Regions from separate parts of the Sus scrofa genome. Here region 2 is linked to region 1. The links are chromatin contacts, called in public HiChIP or PLAC-seq maps. All regions are on one chromosome and are shown on one strand. Each heading gives the region's core, a stretch centred on a gene start, on an enhancer-like site or on the middle of the called end of the contact. The rest is flanking DNA. Distances are from core to core; before and after follow the strand shown.

Region 1 (5,503 bases), core at 1,704-4,203:
AGGCTGACAGCCTGGCTGGAGCCTGCAGGACAGCGAGCCCCAGCAGGACTGGCCCTCCAGGGAGAAGGTCCGGGGGCTGTCAGCGGACGAGGCGTCCACTGTGTGGGGGGCACTGTGCGTGAAGGGGGCTTACTGGGTGCTGCACGGAGCTGGAGCACAGACAGTGGGCCAGGGTCAGGGCAGGGGAGCCGGTAGAGCCCAGTCACATGGGTGTGTAGTTTGCGAGGAAGACCAGGCAGAGCAGCACATTCGAGGGGACACCCAGTGCCTGTGGTGGACACCCAGGTGGACGAGGGCAGAGGCATGGTGGGCCAAGTGGAAGGGACAGCAGAAGGACTGCTTTCATGGGGGGAGGGGGCGGTGTACAAAGGGCACCTCGGCCTGTCTGCAAACTTGGTGATGGAATCCCAGGTAGAAACACTTGCATTTTATGCCAGCCCTGCCTGAGGCCAGCCCAACCTTCCCTCCAGGAGACCCACATGTTTGGGAAGTGAGACCCTCTCTGAAGCAGGAGACATTTTCCAGGCATGGGCGCTGCCAAGTGGTGCGACCCTTCCTTAACCCTGCAGACCTTCAGGAAACAGCTGGGTCAACGGGGAAGGCTTCCTGGAGGAAGTGAGACACTGCTAGTCCCTGACGGATAGGAGGCCAAGAAGAGGGGAGGGGTTCACCGCGGCTTACCGCAGGGGGCGTGGGCAGGCCAGGCTGGGCCCGGAGGCAGGGTGCCACAAATCTAAGCCCCAGATCGCTCCAGCTCTCAGAGGACCTGGGAACTCAGGAGCCTGCACCCGGCCACAACCTCCATGCAGAAAGCAGCAAAATCCAGGCTTTCTGACCCAAAGAGAGCTCTGACCACAAGGCCTCACATGACAGCAAGCTTGGGCAACAGCTGCCTTTTCTTCCTTTTTTCCAGGACAGACCTCCCAGGTTCAGCAAGAGCTCAACGCAGGCCCAGCTGCTTCCTGCCCAGCCTGACCCAGCAGTGAGAAAGCCTGGGGTCTGCTCCCATGCCTGACTGCTGAGCCACGCCCAACCCTCGCCAGCCACGTGCCTGCTGGTCCCTCCCCAGAGCTTGTGGCCAGCCAGGCAGAGACATCAGGCAGGCATTCCTGTCATGGCACAGCGGAAACGCATCGGACTAGGAACCATGAGGTTTCGGGTTCGATCCCTGGCCTCACTCAGGGGGTTAAGGATTTGGTGTTGCCATGAACTGTGGTGTAGGTGACAGAAGTGGCTCAGATCCTGTGTTGCTGTGGCTCTGATGTAGGCTGGCAGCTGTAGCTCTGAAGGGACCCCCTAGCCTGGGACCCTCCATATGCTGCGAATGCAGCCCTAAAAAAAATAATAATAAATAAGTAAAAATAAAACATACCAGACAATGTGGGGAAGACTGTTTGTCCCCACTAATCAAGATTTCCTTTCCATCTGTTCCCAGCCCTGCCAGGTGCCCCCTCATGTCCCTATGAGAATGCTGACAGCCACCAGGTGCTCTCCCCCAGACCCACACTGGGGCCACCCAGACCTCTTCCCAGCACTGCCCCACCTGCCCTTCACGCTGCCCTCTCAGAACCCGAGCCGCCGAGAATCAGGCTGCAGGCCGCCTAAGAAAGGGGTTAAGTGGACTTGGTCAGGGCACACCTGGTGGCCAGCACTCCCTGTCGTGACCACGGCAGGGGTCGTGATGACTCCTGGTGCGATTCCTGACTGCTAATAATGACTTGTGAGCAAGAGAAATGTAGCAGGAACTTCTCAGGGTCCCCCCAAAGCCTATCTGCTCTCAGACTCATCACAGCAACTAGGGGTGGGCACCAGGGGGGTGGGGGGGGACCCTGCTCTGCCTCCTCAGACCAATGCACCCAGACCCAGTTCTGGTTTCCAGGCATCCAGACACAGGGGCCAGCCGTGTCCTGCAGAGAAAAGAGGTTTCCGGAGTCAGGGTAGACCCCAGGCCCAGGCTGCAGATGCCGCCTGTCCCAGCGGGGCGCTGGCCCTCCACTCCCAGTCCAGCAAGGCCAGCATCCAAGAGTGGCTGGGCCTGAGGACCTCTCAGAGGGGGCCTCCCGGGGCTGCCCCTGCCTACCGGCTCCTCCTCCTCCCAGATCTCTGCTGCCTGACTGTCCCTGACTGCCCGGGCTTTCTTGAGCTCCGGGTCCTGAGGCCAACTGCAGCTTCGCATTCCACCATTAAGTGGCCGCCAAGCGCGGCCCAACCAGTCCCTGGGGTCCGCATTAGGGAGGCCAGCAGAGGGGGTCCTGTGAGGGGCAGCACTGCAGCCTGACGCACGAGCAGGCGGCCACTCGGGGCTCACGTGCGGGTTGTGCCTGAGGACGCCCGTCCCAGCACGAGAGGCTGGCCCCGCCAGGGCCGGGGGACCGAAAAGGTTCACCGGCTGAGCTCCGCTGGGGGTGATGGGCTGGGCAAGCGAAGGGGACCCCAGGGATGAGTCTGGGGGAGGAGCAGGTTGGGAGAGCGGGGACCCCGGAACCGGCAGGGCTCTCACTGGCTGCTTCTCTGGAGAGGCGGGCGCCCTGGGTGAACCCTGTCCCCGGAGGGGGCGAGTAGTGCGCAGACTCGGGCGCGGGGCTCAGCGGGGTCCTGGCCTCAGCTAACGACCCCGTCCGCGACCCCGACCCGCGACCCCCGCGCCCGGTACCATGGCGTTGGAGCAGCTCAGCAGGCTGATCACCAGCAGGAAGACCCAGCGGCGTGCGTAGGCGCGGTAGCCCCTCAGCGCGCTCAAGGTGAGGGGCCCGGCGGCCCCCGGGTTGTCCCCCGCCAGCCCCGCCATCGCCACCGCTCCTGGGCCGCCGGCTCTTGGAAAAGAGCGCGGGCTGGGACCTCCCCCGCAGGAGGGGTGGGGTCAGTCCCCGCCCCGGGGGCCCGGGTCACCAGGCCGCCAGGCGGAAACGGGAGGAGTTAAGAAGTTGGACCCTACCGGCCGGCCAGGACGGAAGTCTGTGGCAGAAACAAGGACAAAATCCCCTCGCAGGGGCCAAAGCCGTCCCTGCAATGGACACGCCCACGCGGATGGGTGCAGGAGAGGGCCCCGCGAAGATACCGTCTCGCAGAAGGTCCGCACTTCATGAAAGGGCTTATGGAGAGAACCCCTCCTCCACCCCACCCCCCAATTCCTAAGGTCTGAACGAACGAGTTACAGGGAGCAGCAGGAGGCCAGCCTGGAAGAGGAGGCTGGAGTCAATTTGCAAAGAGCCTCAATCCCTACTAGTCAGTAGGCTCAGCCCTGCAGGGAAGCAGGACCTCGGGAGAGTGGCCAGCAGTGATGCTGGCAGAGTCCCACCCAGGGAGAGAGGGCTGTGCCAGAGCACAGAACCTTCGGCCAGAGGGGAGGCAGGCAGCCTCCCCACCTGGCTATTCTCTGCTGGTTACGGCTGAGAAAACAGCTGGGGAGAGCAAGGAGACATAGGTTTCTGTTTAAGATGGAGACAGCTGTGGCTGAAGGCAGGGAGGAGGGAGGTGCCGTGTTTCCCGCAAGAGCTCCCCTGTGGACAGCTTCCTCCTGCCCAGCTTCCTCCCTACCCCAAGGTCCACTGGACACCTACTCTCCACCACTCACCCAGTATTACTCCTCCTGAGGTCACCTGTGTAGCTGCTTAGGTAGGGCTAATGTAAATGGACCAGTCGCTGGCCTTGGGCTCTTGTTCGTCTCCACTTTTGTGACTCCTGCCCATCCAGAGGGCTCTCGTGTGAGTTAGGCACCTCAGCAAGGTTGCTGAATACAAGAGCAGCATACAACAATCAGTGACATTTCTATACACCAACACTGAGCTTGTGGAAGCCAAAATGATAACACATATACCATTTACAATTACTTTGAAGAAGATTAAATACTTGGGTATAAACTTAGCAAAATATACACAAGAGTTGTATACTAAAAATAATGCAATGGTAATGAAAGAAACCAATGAGGACCTAAAAAGAAATGGAGAGACATACCATGTTCATGGATCAGAGGACTCAACATAGTAAAGATGTTAGGTCTTCCCAGATTGATCTATAGGTTTAATACAATTCCTATCAGAAGGTTTCTGAAGACCAGACTGGTAGGAAATATTTGCAAGCCATGTAGCTAACGAAAGGCTGGTGTGTATACCAGCATGATGTATAAAGAGCCTTCAAAATTCAACAGCAAAAAAAAAAGTCCAGTTAGAAAACGGGCAGCAGATATGCAGGGACATTTCAGTGACGAGAATAAACAAAAGGCAGATGACCCTCCACGGCTAACATCATTGTCAATAGGAAGGCAAGTTAAAACCACAGTAAGTATTACAACTTTCAGAATGGCAGAAATTAAAACAGCGACATCAAATGCCAGCGAGGCAGTTTCTGGGTCAGTTGTACATGGCCAATAGGAATGTAAAATGCTGCAGTCACTGTGTAGAACACATTGGCAGTTTCTTATAAGACTGACACGAGCTTGTCATGTGACCTAGCAATTACATTTTTAGACATTTATCCCAGGGAAATGAAATTTTATGTTCACACACAAACAGTACCCAAATGTTCACGGCAGACTTACTTGTGATAGGCCCAAACTGGAAACAACGCAGGTGTCTTTTCTGGCGTCAGTGGTGAGGGAGGGCATCCACTAGGGGTGAAACGGACGTTCACACACCCAGTGGCCTGGGTGAATCACTGGGTTAGTATGCCGGGGGGAGGGGGGGCAGAATTAAAGCCAAGCTCAAAAATTTAGATATTATGTGATTCCCTTTGTATAACATTTTTGAAAAGATAACATGTTAGCAATGGAGAACAACTTAGCTGTTTAGGGCTTGGGGAGCAGGAGGAAGGCACTTACACAGGCAGCAGGAGGGGCCCGTGGGGGAAACATTCTGTATCTGGACGGAGGGGTGGACACACCGACCTACACACGTGACACGCTGGTGTCAGGCACACACACACTCCCACACGTGAATACAACTGAAACCGGCGAAGTCTGAATAAGACCGCGGATTGTATCAGCATCTGCGTTATGGCTGTGTTACTGCACATCTGTGTTTTGCAAGAAGTTTTTTGAGGGGAAGCTGGGCAAAATGCACAAGGAATCTTGGCATTAATTCTTACAATTGCACCAGAACCTATAATTATCTAAAAATAAGAAGCTTAATTTTTAAAACTTACATAATGTGGGAAGTACATTCATTAGGAAACAATGTCTTATTTTGCTCACATTTAATGAAACAGTTTTGTTTAAATTCTGGACAAGTATCTTCAATGTAAGCATCTACACTGTTCAGGATTCGAATCGAGGTATAACAGCATCCACGGAAGTGTCTTCCTGAGCCCATAATTCATCTGCACATCTTATGAGCCATCACATCTTGAAGATTTCTACCCTCTAGTGGTCAACCGTGTTTTTTGTTTTCAAAAATTATCTTTAGGGAGTTCCCGTCGTGACTCAGTGGTTAACAAATCCAGCCAGGAACCATGAGGTTGCGGGTTCGATCCCTGGCCTTGCTCAGTGGGTTAAGGGTCTGGCGTTGCC
Region 2 (5,503 bases), core at 781-3,280, 210 kb after region 1:
GCCGGGCCAGCCCGGCACACACTCTGTTCCCCTCGAACTCCTGTGGGCGTCTCCTGCGTTTTATGGTGGTGGCGGTGGTGGTTGTTTTTGTCTTCTCAGGCCCGCACCAGGGGCATATGGAAGTTCTCAAGCTAAGGGTCAAGTTGGAGCTGCACCTGCTGGCCTGCACTATGGCCACAGCAGTGCCAGATCCGAACCAAGTCTGCCACCTACACCACAGCTCACGGCAACGCCAGATCCTTAACCCACTGAGTGAGACCAGGGATCGAACCTATGTCCTCATGAATGCCAGTCAGCTTTGTTTCCACCGAGCCACGACGGGAACTCCTTCTCCTGCGTTTTAGACTCTGGGTATATTTCAAGCCCCACAAGACATTTTTATTGTCGCGTTCTGTGTCACTCTCCATTAGATTATAGACAACAGACCCTTCTGCTGTGTTCCATCAGTCCTGCTCCTCTGGGCCGTGGGATCATGGTTCGGAAAGGACACAGCTGACCTTTCCATTAAGGAGGGTCAGTGGGGACACACACTCCCAGAGCCAGTCTCTCTGAATCGTCTTTTTTTGACCTCCGTTTTCAAAGTATACCTTTTGCTGGGTTGAGATGTCTCGGCTGCCAAGGTCCGCCTGCGGTTCTTTCCTCGTCGGCTGTTCCAGCTGCTTCTGCTGGAACGTCAGTGGTCTTTCTTGCTATTTCATGCTCTGAGGGTAACAGGTCCTTTCCCCTCTGGCTGCTCTGACGGTTTTGCTCTGGCTTTGGTTTCAACATCTCGCAAGAACACAGCTGGGCTCCTGTCTCTGTACTTTTCCTCTGGCTACACAGCATGTCTTCATTCCACGGCTGGATGTCACCCATCACTTTTTTTTTTTCTTTTGTCTTTTTAGGGTGGCACCTGTGGCATATGGAGGTTCCCAAGCTAAGGGTCCAATTGGAGCTGTAGCCACTGGCCTACACCACAGCCATGGCAATGCCAGATCCTTAACCCACCAAGCAAGGCCAGGGACTGAACCCGCAACCTCATGGTTCCTAGTCAGATTTGTTAACCACTGCGCCACACCGGGAACTCCACCCATCATTTTTAGAAGATGATCAGCTTCTCTCTCTTCAGTCTAAGGGACTAGGAACATGGGCTGGCTTTGGGGGTGAGTCCTGCTGTCCAGCGGAGGGGAGGGAGGAGGGTATGGGGACAGAGGGAGGCTGGTCCCCGCGTCCTGCAATGTCGGCCTGGTGGAGGGCGTGTTGCTGTAGGGTTCCTGTAGTATATGCGTGCGACTTAAAGCTTACCCATTCACAGTGCTGAGCCCCAGTTCCCCCAGCGGCCAGGCGGGGCTGCCAGCTGTCCATCTAGGTGTCCACTTGGCTTCTCAAAGGCAGCTCAGTCCCCTGAGCACCCCTGTTGCTTTACAGCGGCCCCACTCTCAGAAGACAGCACACCACCCCGCTGCTCCAGCCAAAGTCCTTGCAGTCACCAGTCCACCTTCCAAACGCGCCCCACGTCTGACCACCTCTCCCCGCCCTGCAACCACCGCAGGTCTCTCAGCCATCCAGCAGCCTCCTGGCCCCCGCATTGGGCTGCTTCCCGCCCAGGCCAACCGAAGCATCTCAGCAGATGTCTTCACCAGTGCGGCTGAAGGCCGAGCGCTCTCCAAGGGACTCGCGGTTCCCACAGCCCTTAGCGCCGAAGGGGACCGAGGGGAGGAACCCGGCCCGAAGGGGTACCACATTGGGTGGCGGAGAGGACTGGCAGCCGGGGGGCCGCTGGGCAGAGCCCACTGTCCGAGACGAGCTCCGGATTCCGGAGCTTAGGGAGCTGCTGCGGATGCCCTCGGCCCTGGCCTCGCCCCCACGCCCACCTCCCGCCAGACCCCGCCCACGCCGCTCTGCCTCGGCTCCTGGCCACGCCCCTCCCTCCGCCCCTCCACGCCCACCAGCCGGCCCCGCCCCCGTCTCCACCGCGACCCCGTCGGCCCGACCCGCGGGGCCCGTTCCTGCCCAGGCCCCACCCCGCGCCGGCCGTCACGTGGCACGCGACCCGGAGGCGGAACCGCCGGCTGGGCGCGGGCATCGCTTCCCACTGCGCGGAGGCCCGGGTGGGTCTGCGGGGGCTGGGGTGCCTCGCGCCCGGGGTGCGCGCCCCGGCGGCCCCGCCATGCGCCCCCCGCGCCCCCACGCCTCGCTGCTAGAGCTCCTGGGGGTGCTTCTGGCCGCGTCCCTCGCGGCCGCCGAGGCGCCGCACCTGGTGCGCGTGGACGCGGCCCGCGCGCTGGGGCCCCTGCGACCCTTCTGGAGGAGCACCGGCTTCTGGTGAGCGCTCTGAGCGGGGAAACTGAGGTCCGAGCGACCCATCCCGCACCTATCCTGGCCGTGCACCCCACCCCACCCCGAGCCTCGGGGACCCCCTCGTGGCATCTGGAGAGAGCTGGGGTAGGTGCTCCGAAGTGAGGAGGGCCGCGGCTCACTCCTTTCGGGCCCGCCCTCAGCGCGCGGGATCTCGGCTCTTGCGCTGGCTCTGGGCCGCGCTTTCCGGTGGTGCAAGGAAGGCTTTCTAGTTGAGTGGCCGCTCCCTGTCTGGAGGCCTAGGGCCAGGTCCTGAGTTTGCATGGTCCCCCCCAGGAGTCTGAAGAGCCCGGTGGCCGCCCAGGGCAGCCCAGGCTGCAGGAGATGCAAGGGAGCAACCCCAGCGGTGTCAGAAGTCCCTGCAGTGGGACCTGTCCCGCATCCCTGCCTGTCCCCGTCCCCTCTGCCGGGCTTGGAGCCAGCATCCTCCTGCTGGTAGGGCGAGGAGCAGGGCGGGGATGTGGTTTCCACAGGAACCCTGGACCCGGTAAACTGGAGACGTCCTCACATTCCTGACGTCAGAGGTCTTTTTATTACATCAGGACAGTAAAACTGACCAGGGGACACGCCAGTCTCAGCCCTGAACTTGTGGGGGTGCCGAGGCAGCTGCACTGGCCCTGCCCTCAGGACTAACACCCCCGCTCCCCCTTGTTTCGTGCCCAGTCCTCCCCTGCCGCACAGCCAGGCTCACCGGTATGACCTCAGCTGGGACCAGCAGCTCAACCTGGCCTACGTGGGCGCCGTCCCTCATGGTGGCATCCAGCAGGTTCGGGCCCACTGGCTGCTGGGCCTTGTCACAGCCAGGTGGGTGATGGAGGAATGGGCGGCCCGGGGGCCTCTGGGCACAGCCCGTGGTCTGGAGATGAAGGCTGAGACGGAGAGGGGTGGCGCCTGGGTGTGGACAGTGCAGTATGGGGCCCTGGGTGGGGGCACCGGGGCTGGGGACTCCTGCTCCAAGGAGCCACGGCCCCTCCGCCTCTTGGCTGAGTGTCCTGCAGGGAGGGGAGAACGGAGGACGCCGTCCGGCTCCACCGGCGCCGTGGTGCTGGGGGGACCTCTGCATCGGGCACACTGGTCTCCTGCTGGAGGCCACCCTGGAGGCGCAGCTGACCCCATGACAGCGGGAGGGCACCCATGCGCCGTGCTGTGTGCTCAAAGGTCAGGCCGTGCAGGGACGCCGTGCCAAGGGCCAGGCTGAGGTTGTGTCGGTCACAGCTGCCTAGGGCCCTGCAAGGCCAGTGGGGCTGAGGCAGGAGGTGTGAGAAATGTGTGCATTGTTTTTGTGTACTGCTGGGTTTCCAGAGCCACAGAGACCCTCAGGCCCCTGGCCAGGGCTGCCAGCTCTCACCTGCTGGGGTGGGGGCTGGCGGGCCAAGGGACCAATGTCCTTCTGGCACCTTGGAGGCTGGGTGACTGCCTCGAGGTCCTTGTTCAAGTGAGACAGGAGACTGAGTGTCACCCCAGCTCCATGGACCGCGGCCGCCCAGCACTGGGCCCAATGTGGCACCGCCTGTCTCAGAGGTGCGGCTGTGGTTTCCTGAGTGCCTGGGCCCTTAGTGTGTTCACATCGCCGGCCTCCCCGTCCCACTTGGGGTTCCCTGGTGCCTGCAGGGTGGGGACAGCGAGACTGCAGGGACTGATGGTGTGCATGGAGGCTGGTGGCAGCGCTGGCTCTTCTAGAGGGTGGAATCGGTGGCCGCGGGCTCCCCGTGGCAGGCTCGGGCCGCCAGCACAGCGCTGTGCACGCTGTGGAACAGCTGCCCCTCCTCGGCCGCGTCCCCAGGCTCCTCCCCCAGGAAGCCGCCTCGCCTCAGGGTGTCGGTCACCGAGGGGCTGCAGCAGGCCAGGAGCAGACTGATGCCCAAGGCCCCGTAGTCCCGGCGCAGGTCCTGAAGCGTGGCCAGGCCAGTGGCGTCCAGGAACAGCAGCGGGGCGCAGTCCACGACCACCGCATGGAAGCAGGTCGCCGTGGGCACCAGCGCGGCCGCGCTGCTCACAGGGCCCAGGTCCCTGCTCTCGACAGGCTCTCCTCGGCCCCCCTGCCCCCCCGGGCCCCGCTCCCTCCCCCTGGAGGCTGCGCGCCCCGCGTCCAGCCCGGTGAGGCGGTAGAGTGACTGCAGGAAGAAGTCCTTGTTGGCGTAGTAGAGTGGCCCTGCGAAGCGGAACACCTGCACGCCAGGCTCGGGGACCAGGCCCTCGAACTCCGCGGTATCCTCGTAGAAGCTGGAATCCGCGACGCGGGCGAGCAAGGCGGCCCGTGGGCGCTGTGTGCGGCCGGCCAGGCTGAGCAGGGAGAGGAGGACGCCGGCCAGCAGCCCGGCCTCGGTGCTGAGCAGCACGCAGGTGGCAGCAGTGGCCACCCAGACCAGAGCGTCGGCTGGGCTGAGCCGCCACAGCCGAGGGACGTCCCTCACCTTGCGCAGTGCCCCCCGCAGGCTGACGACAATGATGCAGGCCAGCACGCTCCGCTGCAGGTCCCGGAACAGCGGTGCCAGTGCCAGCAGCACCAGCAGCACCACGGCGGCACTGACCACGCTGGACACCTGCGTGCGGCAGCCGGTGGCCGTCTTCACCAGGCTCTTGGCCAGGGCGGCGCTGGTGGCGAAACAGTGGAAGAAGGCGGGCAGCACGTTGCAGCAGCCCACGGCCAGCAGCTCCTGGTTGGCACGCACGGAGTAGCCGTGGCTGCGGGCGAACATCTCCGCCAGCGAGATGGAGAAGGCAGAACCCACGAGGGCCAGTGACACGGCATCCGGCGCCACACGCCACATCAGCCCCAAGTCTGGCACCCGTGGGGCCACGAAACCAGTGGGGATGTCACCAGCCACGCTGGAGCCGAAGCGCTGGTGGAAGCGCCCGAAGTGGGACGCAAGCGTGGCCACCACGATGACCAGCAGCTCTGCGGGCAGCGGCACCTTCAGGCGGTGCCGACAGCGGTCCGAGAGCTCCTTAGCGGCCAGCAGCACGGTCAGGCACACGGCGCTGGTGAGCAGGTCGCACAGGTTGGCCTGCCCAGCGCCACGCAGGAGGCTCAGCCACGTGCTGATCACCAGGCCTGGGCCCTGGTGCCGTGGGACCTGCACACCCAGCAGATGCCTGAGCTGCGAGGTCAGGATGGTCACCGAGGCCCCCATGGCGAAGCCGTCCAGCAGAGGCTGTGAGAGGT

Evidence for each region. HiChIP or PLAC-seq counts read pairs in DNA pulled down with a chosen protein or histone mark.
Region 2: an H3K27ac HiChIP or PLAC-seq map of alveolar macrophages shows a contact between it and region 1. The contact joins the promoter of IDUA here to the promoter of MFSD7 in region 1. A contact is called at or near these places in 1 of 5 promoter capture datasets (liver) and 1 of 2 datasets of contacts at active chromatin or transcription factors (alveolar macrophages).

What each region holds. Positions count from the first base shown.
Region 1 is chr8:125,467-130,969 of Sscrofa11.1, forward strand. MFSD7 (major facilitator superfamily domain-containing protein 7) reads right to left here and starts at 2,954. Exons shown (of 10, transcript XM_021100818.1): 1 at 2,654-2,954. The coding sequence starts at 2,788.
Region 2 is chr8:332,574-338,076 of Sscrofa11.1, forward strand. It overlaps IDUA (alpha-L-iduronidase), which reads left to right and starts at 2,031. Exons shown (of 14, transcript XM_021100852.1): 1 at 2,031-2,304; 2 at 3,001-3,141. The coding sequence starts at 2,150. It overlaps SLC26A1 (sulfate anion transporter 1), which reads right to left. Exons shown (of 3, transcript XM_021100851.1): 3 at 2,847-5,503. The coding sequence ends at 4,014.